Linked DNA regions of Rattus norvegicus: all the other regions are linked to region 1. Evidence: chromatin contacts called from public Hi-C data. All regions are on one chromosome and are shown on one strand. The core of a region is the stretch at or near the end of the contact, and the rest is flanking DNA. Distances in the headings are between cores, read along the strand shown.

Evidence for each region. Hi-C and Micro-C count contacts between places; a contact is called where the count stands out from the background.
Region 2: a Hi-C map of liver shows a contact between it and region 1, with 2.7 times the contacts expected there. The contact joins the promoter of Tada3 here to the promoter of Mtmr14 in region 1. A contact is called at or near these places in 2 of 12 Hi-C or Micro-C datasets (Schwann cells and liver).
Region 3: a Hi-C map of the A7r5 cell line shows a contact between it and region 1, with 4 times the contacts expected there. The contact joins the promoter of Thumpd3 here to the promoter of Mtmr14 in region 1. A contact is called at or near these places in 4 of 12 Hi-C or Micro-C datasets (the A7r5 cell line, Schwann cells, mammary epithelial cells and 1 more).

The regions. Positions count from the first base shown.
Region 1 is chr4:147,941,232-147,945,864 of GRCr8, forward strand. It overlaps Mtmr14 (myotubularin related protein 14), which reads left to right and starts at 1,391. Exons shown (of 19, transcript NM_001107880.1): 1 at 1,391-1,662; 2 at 3,836-3,984. The coding sequence starts at 1,507.
Region 2 is chr4:148,075,346-148,079,516 of GRCr8, forward strand. It overlaps Tada3 (transcriptional adaptor 3), which reads right to left and starts at 1,975. Exons shown (of 9, transcript NM_001025734.1): 1 at 1,688-1,975; 2 at 43-267. The coding sequence starts at 249. Arpc4 (actin related protein 2/3 complex, subunit 4) reads left to right here and starts at 2,554. Exons shown (of 6, transcript NM_001106615.2): 1 at 2,554-2,586. The coding sequence starts at 2,584.
Region 3 is chr4:147,738,099-147,742,659 of GRCr8, forward strand. It overlaps Thumpd3 (THUMP domain containing 3), which reads left to right and starts at 3,190. Exons shown (of 10, transcript NM_001170548.1): 1 at 3,190-3,225; 2 at 4,278-4,561. The coding sequence starts at 4,310. LOC102548337 (a long non-coding RNA gene) reads right to left here and starts at 3,219. Exons shown (of 4, transcript XR_010065901.1): 1 at 3,039-3,219.

The DNA of each region.
Region 1 (4,633 bases), core at 141-2,640:
ACCAGCTTGTTCCCTGTGGCTTGCTCAGCCAGCTTTCATCCACAACCCAGGCCACCTCTCCAAAGTTGACACCTCCCTCTCCATCAATTAGCAATCAAGAAAATGCCCCACGGACATGCCCAGAGGCCAGTCTGGTGGAGGCCATTACTCAATTGAAGATCCCTTTCCCAAGTTTGTAAGAAAGAATAATCATCACAGTTTAGAGGACATGACTAAACAATATTAAAAATGCATATTTCGATTCTATTTGACCATCCTGCTCAAAAGGGAAAACTAATTTACAGTATTAGAACTCAGGACAAAGATCACCTAATTGAACATGAGGAGTGACTGACAATCAGTGGGGGTTGTGGTTTGTGTCACTTAGATTTCTTTGCAAATCTAAGAAAATGAATATTTTAATTAAGAAACAATGCTAACTTACTATGTCTCAATAGCATTAGTTTTGTTTTGAGTGTTTTCTTAGAACGTAAGTTATAGCTTAACCGACTGTCTGACTGATGGCCATGTGGGCAATTCTACCTCAGATATACAATATTGAGAGGCCTTGACCCCTTCTCTCCCAACAGTGATACTTGGAGGCAGACAGCACACATTATCTTCTGAAACTAACCCTTCTAGGGGGGTTGTACTGACATTTGAGATTCTCCACACAGGAAAAGTGGAGGCAGGTGAGTCAGGAGTTCAAGGCTAGCCTTGGCTATATCACAAATAATTTCCCACAACAAACAAAACAAACAACAGCCCAATACACAAATAAAATATAATTCCCTAGACAGGGAAGCATTGAGCAGGAGATCAGCATGTGTTGATTAATGATGAAAGCAGCTAATAGAAAAATGAAAGAACATTACTCTATTATCTACATTTTTGTAAACATTTAAAAAAAAAATTTAAGGTGTGGTCTAGGCTAGTCTCAAAAGCCTGATTCTCATGCTTCATCCTCCAGCGTTTGCCTACTGGCACCTGTTAGAAAATCCTTTTAAAATTTTTTTTAAAAAGAAGGCATTTTTTCAAACACCTTCCTCAATAAATAGGATGATGGGCCACGCTATACTGGCAGGGACGTCCATAACAGCAGCGGAAGAAAAGTGCTGTTTGAAACGCAGTTTTAATTCTTGCAGCTCTTCTGGTTGTGAGCACTAACTCAGGCCTCTGGCGGTTCCTTCCTCTCCTCGCTCCAATGGTTCCTGCCGTTCCCCCTCCCGCAGCCGTAGTGGTTTAGCCCGGCTTCCCCGGGGGAAACCCCTTGGGCGGAGCGCGGCCCCCGCCGTGAGGCCATTTGGATCCCTCCGCGTCAGGGGTGGGCCGGGAACCTGTGGGCCGGGCACGAACTCCAGTCTCTGATTGGCCGCGGCAGGAGTAAACATCCGGAGAGGTGGGGCGGGGCCGGAAGTGGAAGAAGAAGGCGGCGGCTGAGTCGGTTCAGGAGGTTTTAGAGCCCGAGTCCGAGCTTCAGGTGCCATGGGTTGGGTGAAGGCGCCCTGAGGGGACTTGAGGCTGTGCATGGCGGGTGCTCGGGCCGCCGCCGCCGCCTCGGCGGGTTCCACTGCCTCTTCAGGCAGCCCGCCGCCTCAGGAGCCGGGGCTCTGGGAGCTGCTGGAGGAGTTCTCCCGGACTCAGTACCGTGCCAAGGACAGCGGCGGGAAGAGCGGCTCTAAGGTGAGCCCCAGAGGTGCAACGACCTGGAACTGGTCCCTGGCCTGAGTTACTGAGGGAAGACTGTGATTAGGGATGGGAGGAGAGCTGGAAGGAGACCTCCTTGTAAAGGCACAGGAGAGGAACCTTATCCAGGATGTGGACTTGGAGAGTAAGGATCCAGCTTAACATCAAAGAGGAGGACCCAGGCTCTTTGTGGGCTTGGGGGGGGGGTGTTTTAGACAAGGGGTTTGGAGGTCAAGGGTCGGAGTTGTGGGCCAGGTGCAAAGGTTAGACAATAGGAACTAGAGAAGACTACTACTCTTCGTAAGCCTAGGAGGTGTTACCAATAGGTTAAAAAAAAAAAAAAAGGCAAACCCCTCAAGATCAGAATAGGTGCCTGAAGTAATATGGCATTATGGAGCCCAGAGAACAGCGGAGTGTGTCACCTCCATATAAGGTGCCAGCATGACTTAGTCCCTTCCCTTTCCTTTCCTGTAGAGCAATAAGACAACCCACACTCCTTTCTGTTCCTTTTTATCAGAAAGAAGTCCCTGTCATTGTCCCCCCACCCTGGGAATTTCCCTCTGCCCTAATCACCAGGCCTGAGAAGAAAGCTTCTGGTGTGGTTGAAGCATACTCACCCCAGCACTGGAAGACCCTACCCTTTTCTCTTCCCAGTGTGACAGCTTTACCTATACTGGGCTATGAAACTGGCATTGCCCCAGAGGTTACCTAGGGGCTGGGACATGCTGTAGGGGAGCATCTTCTATTAATCTCTGAGGTAACCTAAGACAGATCAGTAATGATGTTGTGTTATCTCACCAGATGACCAAGTACCTTTCAGATTATACTTAGCATCATTTGGAGCTCTTGTTAAACACAAAGATTTCTGGTCTTAGATTCTCTTTAATCACAATTTCTGGGGAGGCAGAAATTTGTTAACTTATCCAAACAAGGCCAGTCATACACTTCTGATCCTCCTGTCTCCACTTCTAGGGGATGGGGTTACAGGTGTTTACCTTCATGCTTGGTTTATACGGTACTGGAGACTGAACACAGGTTTTTATGCATGCCAGGCAAGCATTCTACCAGCTGAGATACATCACCAATCTTGTGTTTTGAAGCATGGTCTTTTGTCTGTGGCTCTGGCTTGGCCTCACAGTCATTATCCCAGGATGGGTTGTAACTAATAATCCTCCTGCCTTAGCCTCCCAAGTACTACATACACCTGTGAGCTACCATGCTTGACTTCAAGGGGAATCTCTTGAGTGGTTATGGGAGGTGTATGTGATTTTGATGGATCTCACTTCCCTCTTAATGTCTGTGAAGATTAGAGTTTTACAAGTTAAACCTTGCTTTCACCACAACCAGTCTTAATACTGCTCCAGGCTTCATGATCCCTGCAAGTCCTTCATGTGGTACAGGGTATAAGCTTTTCTTCCAGTGGGCTTTTCACTGAACTGTGAACAACAGGATTAATTTTAGAGGGAGCCTTGCCTTCAGTTTTATAAGCAGATGGTATGTAAAGAGACAGCTGTCTGCAGCTTTTACTGATTTTGCTGACTAGAGCTTCTTTTTGTAGGAATTGTTGAGACATGATCTTGATATATATCTATCTCCAGACTGGCTTAGAACTCCTCATCCTCTTGCTTTAACATCCCACGTACTAGGATTGTAGTTGTGAGCCATCCTGCCAGCTGACTGGAGCTTCATATACTAGTCTGGGGCTGTAGAACAGAAAAAGTCATCTGGTGTTAAAGGAACATGATGTGTTAATGCTACAGTGGTAACCTAGAGCAAGAGTTACTGTTGCTTTGGTTTTTGGGACAAGGTCTTACTATGTAGCCCATCCTGGCTGTGAATTCTTAACCCTACTGTTTCTGCCTTCAGCTGGGGTACATGTATGTACCACCACATCTACAAACAGTCTTTCATCCCATGGATGGTAGAATGTCTCCACACTGACTACACACAGTCTTACGTGTGGTGTGGATGTTGGGTTTAGGTACCGTCTGAAGTTTACCACATGTGAGTCAACATGGACGAGCCTGTGGCCCAGCATCATGTCTCCTCCCAGCCTTGAATGATAATGTCACTTACTTCCAGTGGCCTCTTTGTATCATGGGCCACTTAATGGTTCACGACCTCAGAACCCAAGAATTCTTTTCAGGCTCAAGTCTCCTTCTCTATGCAGGTTGAACTCATTGAGAAGAGATGTCTGGAGCTATTTGGCCGTGACTACTGTTTCAGCGTGATTCCAAATGTGAATGGTGATATCTGCGGCCACTACCCCCGCCACATCGTATTCCTGGAGTATGAGAGTTCTGAGAAAGAGAAAGACACGTGAGCATCCTGTGACTGTAGTGTGCATGTCCGGTAGAACTCAGAGGCTCATCCCCAGGGTCCGGAACCTGGGCAGGGCATGCTCACTTTCCCCAGGTGGGGCTAGTTCCTGGCATCTTTATTTACTTAAGGGTTGACTTTGATTGGCCAAGTGGTACAACTTAAGATGAGAAGTGGGGAGTCCCAGCCCTGGAGCTCTTCCGGCTGTCTGTCTGACTTTGTTGACCTAAGTCAACAGACATACTTCCGCTCTCAGAACAACTTCAGTGCCATCTTATTTGTCTTTAGTAGGTGTACTTAGAAGGAATGATGACATATCAAGATAGACTGCATTTTATTGAGGTAGGGTATCCTGTAGCCTGAGTTGACCATGTGCTCACTGTGTGACCAGAGAATGATCTTTAACTTCTGCTGCTCCTGCCTCTGCTGCCTGTGTGCTGAGTTACGGGCTGAGCCACCATGCCCAGCTTTCAAGCCAGGCTTAGGAATGTTTCCCATGTGTATCTCTTCAGAACCTAGTCACACTGCTTGTCCATTTTCTGACTCTGTAACTAAAGCTAGGCAAGTTATTCACTCATTCTTTGTCTTTAATTTTTCTTTGGTAGTTCCTGGCCTCCTCATAATTAAGGTTGGCAAGGACTAATTAAAA
Region 2 (4,171 bases), core at 725-3,224, 130 kb after region 1:
CGACATGCTGTGTCTCTAGTGATGCCCCTGTTGGAGAATCACCTGCGTTTCAGCTTCCAGTACACGCAGTCGCCTGCTTGCAGAGGACAGCAGGGTCTCAAGCTCCAGCTGCAGGGTGTCCAGCTCCTCGATGCCAATGCCATCGTCCTCGGAGCGGGCCAGCACTGCTGTGTACCGGGGACAGACCTTCATGTGGTCCACAGATTTGAAGTCATGAAACTGCAATGGGCAGTCCTTCAGTTCACTCATGGCCCAGGAGATGGGACCCTGGAAAATTAGAGGAGGAGGAGGCCATTGGGTAGGAGACAAAGTAGCATGGGGAGAGATTCAACAAAGACACCAGGCTTTAGCACCCTCATAGATAAGGACGGTGGCAAAGCTCCTGTTCAGAGCCTGACAGTACACCAAGCCAGACTTACTTCACTGGATTATGCCTGAATTATGCATATAACCTTAAGCAGGGGTCTTTTCCCATGCTATTTATTTATTTATTTATTTATTTATTTATTTATTTATTTATAGACAGAGTTTCTCTGTGTAACAACTCTGGCTGGCCTGGAACACACTCTGTAGACCAGGTTGGCCTTGAACTCAGAGATCCACCTGGCTTCTACCTCCAGAGTACTGGGATTAAAGGTGTGTGCCACCACCGCCTGGTCTCTTTCTTTCTTTTGACCAAGAAAGGAAAAAGACTCCAAAGAAACATGTACCCGGGCTGGAGAGATGGCTCAGCCGTTAAAGGCTAGGCTCACAACCAAAAATATAAGAAACATGTACCCATGCCTAGACTCCTAGCTACAATTTACTGTCTTTTCCTTTTTTGGTAGCAATGAAGCCAGGGTCTCACACATCTCCAGACCCCACCCCACTCCTATATTTTGGGAAGACAAAAATCTCACCATGTAGCCTTGAGTGGACTGGTACTCATTGGCTATATAGATCAGGATGGTCTCAAATTCATAAAGCTTCCCCCACCCCCCACCCAGAAAGCACCTGCCTCTTGTGCCAGAGTGCTGGGATAAAGGTATGCACCCAGGTTGGTCTCAAACTAGCTGTGTAGCCAAGGATTTATTTCCAACTCCCAAGAGATGGAATTCTAGGCATGTACCACACCTGATTTATACAGTGCTTGTTCATGCTAGGTACAAATTCTCCAAACTGAGTTACATCCAGCACCCCTTTCATGAATTCTTATTGAGACAGGCTCTCAATAAGTTGTACAGGCAGGTCTTGAACTTATGATCCACCTGCTTCAGCCTCCCAAGTCTCTAGGTGTACAAACCTGCATGATTAGGCCGGCCTCCTAGTTGCAATTTGAACCACTGTAGTCTCGAATCTGCAGCATTAAGGGAGAGGGGATACTAGTGTGCTCTGCCTTCCTATGTCCTCTGTTTCCTATACTGGGCCATTTCTATCTAACGGGGTTCTCCCGGCCTCTCCTTGCCTCACTCCATTCCACCTTTGCACCTTCTCTATGTCTCTAACTAGTTTGGAACACAGGCTGGTTAGGCAGACAGAACTAAGTTCCAGCCATTTTCTTATGTGCCTTTCTAAACATGTTATTTAACCTGAATCTCCGTTTTGGTTTTTGGGTTTGTTTTTTTTTCCAGGACAAAAGATGATGCCTCAGTCTATTTCCCCATTAAAAAGTAGGAATCTGTAAAATGGGGGCATCGAGAGTACCTACCTCCCTGGAATGTTCTGAGGATTAAGAAGTGATGCTCGTCAAGTGCCCAGCTCAGTGCCTGGCACAGAAGTGGGACTGCTTAATGGCTGGCTCCACCTGTGTGTCGCCCCAAGATCCCGCCTCCAGGGTCCTTGTCCTCTAGGGAGCCCCTAACACAACCCCCGCCTCTCCTACCTCCTCTCTGCGGCCTCCTACAGGCCCCGGGCCGCAGGAGGGGGCGGGGAGTCCAGGGCGATCGGAGCAACTGCTCCGGAACTGGCTATGGGCGGGCCCCCTGCAGTTGACGCGAGGGCGGGGACACGGCCAGCCCACAGTGACCTGTAGGGGTGGGGGCTGGGGGGGGTCTAAGGCCACCTACGAATCTCCGGGAAGTGGAATGCTAGGCCTGAGGAGACCGGGGCTAGGAAGCAGCCCGGGGCTGGGGCGGGGCTCTGAGCTCAAATCTCAAGGGACTGGCTACCCGGCCGAACCCTAGGGTTGCTAATGGGAGGAGCCCGGAGAGGATAGGGGAGCACCACCGGAAGAAACGTCGGGCTTCTCCGGTTCGGCCTGTCCTAATTTGGTGCCCAACCTGAGGTCGGGCCATACTATTGTCACACGGGGGGAGGCTACAACCAAAGCGCCAAGCGCTAAAGGCGCTGGAGGGATACGTGTGGGGACCCAAGGGGCCTCGACTGCTGTTATGTCACTGCAGATCTTCTACAAGTCCCAGCGGTCCCAGCGTGAAATCGCCTCAGAGATCTGAACATCCTTCGGCTCTTCTTCCCTGGTCCTGCCCGAGATGGTCCAGCCCGGAAGTGCTGTCGGGGACTGCGGCTGCGCCTCTCTGGAAAGGGCAGGCGTCCCGGGGCCGGGCACTTCCGCACTTCCGCTTTCCGGCCCAGACAGCGCCCGCGATGGTGAGAGACCAGGGGCTGGGGGCCTCCCTGTGTTTTGCCTGGAGAGGCTGTGGGTCTGGGGAAGATGCTGCTTGCTGCTAGGGCTTGCGACTGGAGGTTGCCCTGGGATGAGGGGGCACAGTGAGGATGGAGAGGCAAAGGGTGGGGCGAGGACCGAGGCGAGGAGGAAGGGGCGAGCTGGGAGGCTCTCCCAGGGCAGAGCAGGCCCAGAGGCTTCCAGGTTGGGAATCCCGGGCAAGAATGGCCTCTCTCCGAAGTTTGGAGGAGGCAGGAGACGGGACTGCTAGGCCTGTGGTGGTGGCTTGCAGTTGAGGTAGTAGGACCGCTGAGGAATGCAACGGGACCTCCTCTCCCTCCACGGTAGAGATTCGCTAAGTACAGCCCCCTGTCCCCGCCTGTCTCATGGTACCTCAAAGCAAGTGTCCACTTCACCTTATTACCTTCTCGGCCTTCCTGGAAGCCTTGCCTTTCAGCCCCCAGTGAAGGTTCTGTGTCGCCTCCATGCAGACTCCTTCCTGGGTGTTCAGTACCGTGTTGACCTTAACGTGTGTAAATTTTGATAGCCGCTGGTCCTTCCCTTCCAGGGGATGCTCGGCTCTGGTATCTGTGGGTGTTCCGTGCAGTTGTTCCCTGCAAGTTCCGTCTCTACCTACTGCTGTCCCTGGTCAGCTTTAATGACCTGAGTTCTGAAGGCTGGGCTGCTTGTCGCGCTCCTGTGAATACTGTCAAGGGAGAGACTTCGAGATTAGACCCTCTTTTTCAAAAGTCGTCTACTTTTCTAAGCTTGTTCCTGTGTCCTAGGTCCTAACTGGTTTCATTCCTCAGTGTGAAAGCTGTTTTCCTTCTGTCTAGCTGAGGAGCTAGCTTTGTGTGTTTTTAAGCATTCAAGTTTATTGTACGACTTCTTCAAGCCACTAAAGGGTAAATAGTGCAGGTTGGCCATCTAAAATTTGGATTTCTTTCAATGAACTTTGACAAGGTAATCATGTAGCCACAATCGAGGTAAAGAACAGTCTATCACTTTTCCGACGGTGCTTGCCACCCCACACAACTAATTTTGCCTTTCCAGCTTTGCCTCTTCTTGGTTGACATATAAGTAGGATTCTGTAGGGTGTCGCTAGAAGCCACTGCTGAGCTACATGACCGTTGGTTTTTAGCCCTTCTCCCCTCTGTCTGATGTGTGTCTGCCCCTGTGATTGCTGTGCTTGTCTCTGCTGCCGCACAGAGCTTATACTCTGTGCCTCTTCTCTGCCACAAGTCTCACTTCCCTCTCCATTCCATTCTCCAGAGAGCCTCCGTGTAGCTGTAGTCCTGTGACTTCCTCCTCAGAAAGTCCCAATGCTTCCCGCTACATTGAGAGAGAAACTCAGTGGAAAGCATTCTAGACTGTCTAGGGTTTTATCCCAGCCCACCACTGCAGCCTGCTTGCTCCGTGTGATTGAAAGCAGTTCTCACACACAGAAACCTTCACTCGTTACCACTTGGGAAGTCTTAATGCTCTTTTGTGTAAATCCAGCCCTGCTTAGGTTAGTTCATTTACACTACAGAAAATTTGTATGACACTATGTATAGGAAGGAGGTACTG
Region 3 (4,561 bases), core at 1,940-4,439, 200 kb before region 1:
TTGTTTCTTAGTACATTTACAAAGGCGTGTAACTTACCTTTACTACCTAACGGCAGAACATTCACATCCTTTGAAAAGCCAGTAACCTTTACCCATCACTCCAATTCCTTCTAACCCCAAGCAATACTAACCTGCTTTCTCACTCCCCGTATTCACCTTTTTCTAGACACTGAATATAAGTGGAATTGTAATCTGTGGGTTTTCGGTATGTGTTTGTGTTTGTGCTTGCGCTCTCTCTCTCTCTCTCTCTCTCTCTCTCTCTCTCTCTCTCTCTCTCTGTGTGTGTGTGTGTGTGTGTGTGTGTGTGTGTGTGTCACAGGGGACTGGACCTATGGTCTCTCACATGCTAGGATAAAAAGGTCACTATCACCCAGCCTCTCTGTGGTCTTTTGCACCCAGCTTCTTTCAGTTAACATGTCACCCAGGTTTGTCCATGCTGTAGCACGCTGTCCTTCAGTACATTTTAGGAAGCAGCTTATGGTAGAGTGCTTACCTAGCACATGCAAAGCACTGGGTTTGCTATCAGGCACCACAAAATAAAAAGAGTTTCGTCAGTACTTTTTAATGACTAAGTACTAACCTGCTGTGCAAACACCTCGTGGATATTTAGGCTGTTTCTAGTTGGAGGCTATATGCACTGTGTTTGTGAACAATTTGTTTGAACACGTTTCCACTTCTGCGTATATGCTTGCTGGTGGAATGGGTAATATGGTGAATATATGTTACACCTTTTTCAGAAAAGATAAACTGAATCCTAATATGGTTGGAGCAGTTCGCATTGACAGCAGCGAGATTTCATTGCTCCACATCCTTGCTCTAACATGAGAGGTGATTTTTGCTTTTCAAACTTGCCTTTTGAGTAATTATCAAGTTAGTGTTAATCTACATTTCCCTAATGATTGGTGATGCAGACCATTGATTCGTGTACTTATATTGGTCTTCTGTGTACCTTTTCCAAAAGCTCTGATGAAAGTTCTTTGTGAAGCGGGACAGAAAGGAGAAATTACAAGGACCTGAGAAGCAAAAGGAGCCTCTCAACAGCTGGGAATCACAAATTCCAAAACAACTAGCAACTGCTTGAGGTCTTTCTCCCTTTCCATCTCTGAACCTATAATTTTCTAGAACTCTCACCAGAAACTCCATTTAGTAAAGGGCGTGTCCTGATCCCCTTTAGAACCCTAGTGGCTTCTGGTTTTAACAGACTGTAATTCCATCCTAAGTACTTCTGAAGCATCCTATAATCTCATTTATGAAAAATAAAGGTAAAAGCTTTCTTTTCCATTTGAGATGCCCTAGGCTTCCTATGCTAACACTGTCTTTAATGAAGTTTGCTCTTTTTTGAGAGGCCTACACCATGCTTCCAGGTGCTCTTTACTTTTTTTGTTTTGTTTTTTAACCCGGGACTTTTTTTTGAAAGATTTATTTATTTAATGTATTTGAGTACACCGTCACCAGATAGCCGGAAGAGGGCATCAGATCTCATTACAGATGGTTGTGAGCCACCATGTGGTTGCTGGGAATTGTACTCAGGACCTCTGGAAGAGCAGTCAGTGCTCTTAACTGCTGAGCAATTTCTCCAGCTTTTTTTTTTTTTCCCCTTCCTTCTTTTTTTCCTGTCTGTGTAGCCCTGGCTGTCCTGGAACTCACTCTGTAGACCAGGCTGGTCTCGAACTCAGAGATTCACCTGCTTCTGCCTCTCAAGTGCTGAGATTAAAGGTGTACGCCTCACTATCTGGCTTCCACCCTCTCCCCAAACATCTATTTATGAAGGTAAGGTTCTCGTGGCACACTTGTGGAGGTCAGGGGCCACCTATGGGAGCCTGTTCTCTCCTTCCACAATGTGGGTCCTGGGGATGGAATTCAGGGTGACCAGAATTGGTGACCAGAATGGGTGAGGCTTGATGACAGACACCTTTTACCTGCTGGGCCATCTATGTCAGACCTCTTTTTTTTTTTTTTTTTTTTAAGTAAACTACAACACTGTGTTATACTGGCTGGTTCCAAGCCTTCTCACTGCATCCAAGGCAAGGATCTAGTTTTAACTTTCTCATTGTCCCTGCTGATAAGGACAGCGTGGCTCCATGCCTCTATAGCTGCTGCCACCACTGAAACTTAAAACTAAAAGAAAAAATTTGGTGAGGTGAGGGGAGAGGCAGAGAGAGAATGTTTGCATCATGCACGCAGTGTTGCAGTGCCCTTGGAGCCAGACTCGGACGTCAGATCCCCTGAACTGAAGTTACAGGCATTGTGAGCAGCCTGATGTGGGTGAGGGCTGGGAACCAAACTTTAATTCTATGGAAGAGCAGGCCTTAATCACTGAGCCATCTCTTCACCATCGCTTTTTCCCTCTTAAATTCGGCTGTCTCTTTTTGTTGTGTTATAAGTTGCCTCTTTTAAAATGTTACATTTGGGGCTGGTGAGACGTCTTAGATGGTAAAGGCACTTGCTACCAATCCTGATTACTTGAGCACCCACATGGCGGAAGAGAACCAACTTCTGCAATTGTCCTGTGACCTCAGGTGTGGCACACAAGCTCCCTCCACACACATGAAGTAAATGTAACTAAAATATATGAAACATAACCTTCGAAATACAAGGAAAAACATGAAATAGTGTAATAACTGCCAACATAAAAAAAGCAGTTTGAAAACCACAGACTAGGCTCTGGCTGTACTCTAGTCACAGCCCAGCTTGCTGGCCCTTTCAGAAATCAAGTCGGGTATGGTGGCACACACCTGTAATCCCAGCATTCTCGAGTCAAACAAAGGATATCTGTGATTTCCAGGACAGCCTGGTCGACATGGCGAGCAGGCCAGTCAGAGCTGCATAGTGAGACGTCCATCTCAAAAAACAAATTCCAAGTAAAAAGTTTTGTGCAAAATGAGTGTGGGGGGGAAAAGAATCTCTTTAGACTCGGTTTCTCTGGCCTTAAAAAAGGAATCAAGTCCCAGTCTCATCCAAATGCTCGCTACTTAAGGCAAAGGCAACTCAACAAATGATGCAGCGATCCCTACGAGAGCGCCCTCCGCAGAGGTTACCTCCGGGCAGGGGACCGGCCGGCCGCTCTTCCTGTTCCGGTTCAGAGTGCAACCAACTGCGCACAACTTTACGCGCACACTCGCCCACGCCGTGCGCGGGAGCACCCTGACCCCCAAGGCCTGATTTCCGTTTCCGGGGTGACAACGTGGCTTCCGGCGGCGTGCCCTGAGCGCGCTGAACCCGCAGGTGCGGTGACCGGAAGGGTCTGTGCTTGCAGCGGGTAACTGGCCGCGGGTGGGAGTGGCCCGGTGGGTGGGATGGAGGGGAGGACAGCAACAGTTTTATGTAGGTCGGTGCCAGGATGGAGTGTCTGGCCTCTGGCTGGCTTCACCGAGGATGGGAGTGAGAAGCACATTTCCCTCCAGTCCGCACAATCCTCCTACCTGTCTGTAGGAGTTCCATTCACAGTGGTGAACAGTGACACAGTGTAATCGCCTTAACCTCTGTGTCCTGTCTTTTGCACAGCATAGGGACAGAGAAGATGTTAGCTTAAGTCACAACGCTTTTGAAAATCTAGTGGGAGGTGTGGACCCTCCATCACGGTAACACCTATCCAGCCCCTTCGACCTACATACACATTCATACAGGAAGACCGTTTTACTAGCTTCAGATATTTCCAAGATCTCCCCGGAATGCACATTATTGGATCTCAGCATCGCCATGTAGTAGGCTTTCAGATCTTGTTTCGATAGTGGAAGTCACTGCCCACATGACTATACGGGGGGGGGGGGGCGGGGGGAGTGGGATAAATACCTCACCCCAATACAGTAAAAGTTTTGATCATTAGTCTAGAACTACTGTGTTATTCTCATTAAAACCTTCCAACTTTGGGAAAGAGTTCTATTTAGTTTCCAGTTCAAATCTAGGCAGGGTTAACTTGCTTTAGGGTCATTTGAACCTGGGAGTGTGGTAGGCAAGAACTCATAACTCTGAACCACCACCGCCTCACATTCTGAACTGCTAAGCTGAAAGGACAATACAGGAGCTTCTGTTTTCATGTTAGCACGTGTAAGATGGTGCTTACCAACACAGATGACCCTAAGCCAAGTACTGCATGCAGTGGAAATACTCTTGATTTGTCTTTTCTCCTGATGAGTCTGTATATTGCTTGTTTAATCACGTTTTATTGCCTGTAATCCATGCCCTTATTTATATGACAGTTTTAACTCTGGTACGTACATTGAAATATAAAAAGAGACTGCATTCTTTTTCTTTTTTCTTTTCTGTATTGCCTTTAGAAACCGTTAGACCTTTTAGAAACATTTCCATCATGTCTGACACTCAAGAAGCTACCAGAGAACACTTGGATATGAACCTTCATGAGAACAAGAAGCCGGTGCCCTTGATAGAAAGTGGCATCAGAAGTGAGTCTGAGCATCTCCAAGTCACCATTGGAGCCACTGTACCTACTGGGTTTGAGCAAACAGCTGCAGATGAAGTGAGAGAGAAATTGAAGTCATCCTGCAGAATCAGCAAAGACCGGGGCAAGATATATTTTGATATTGCAGTGGAAAGTCTGGCT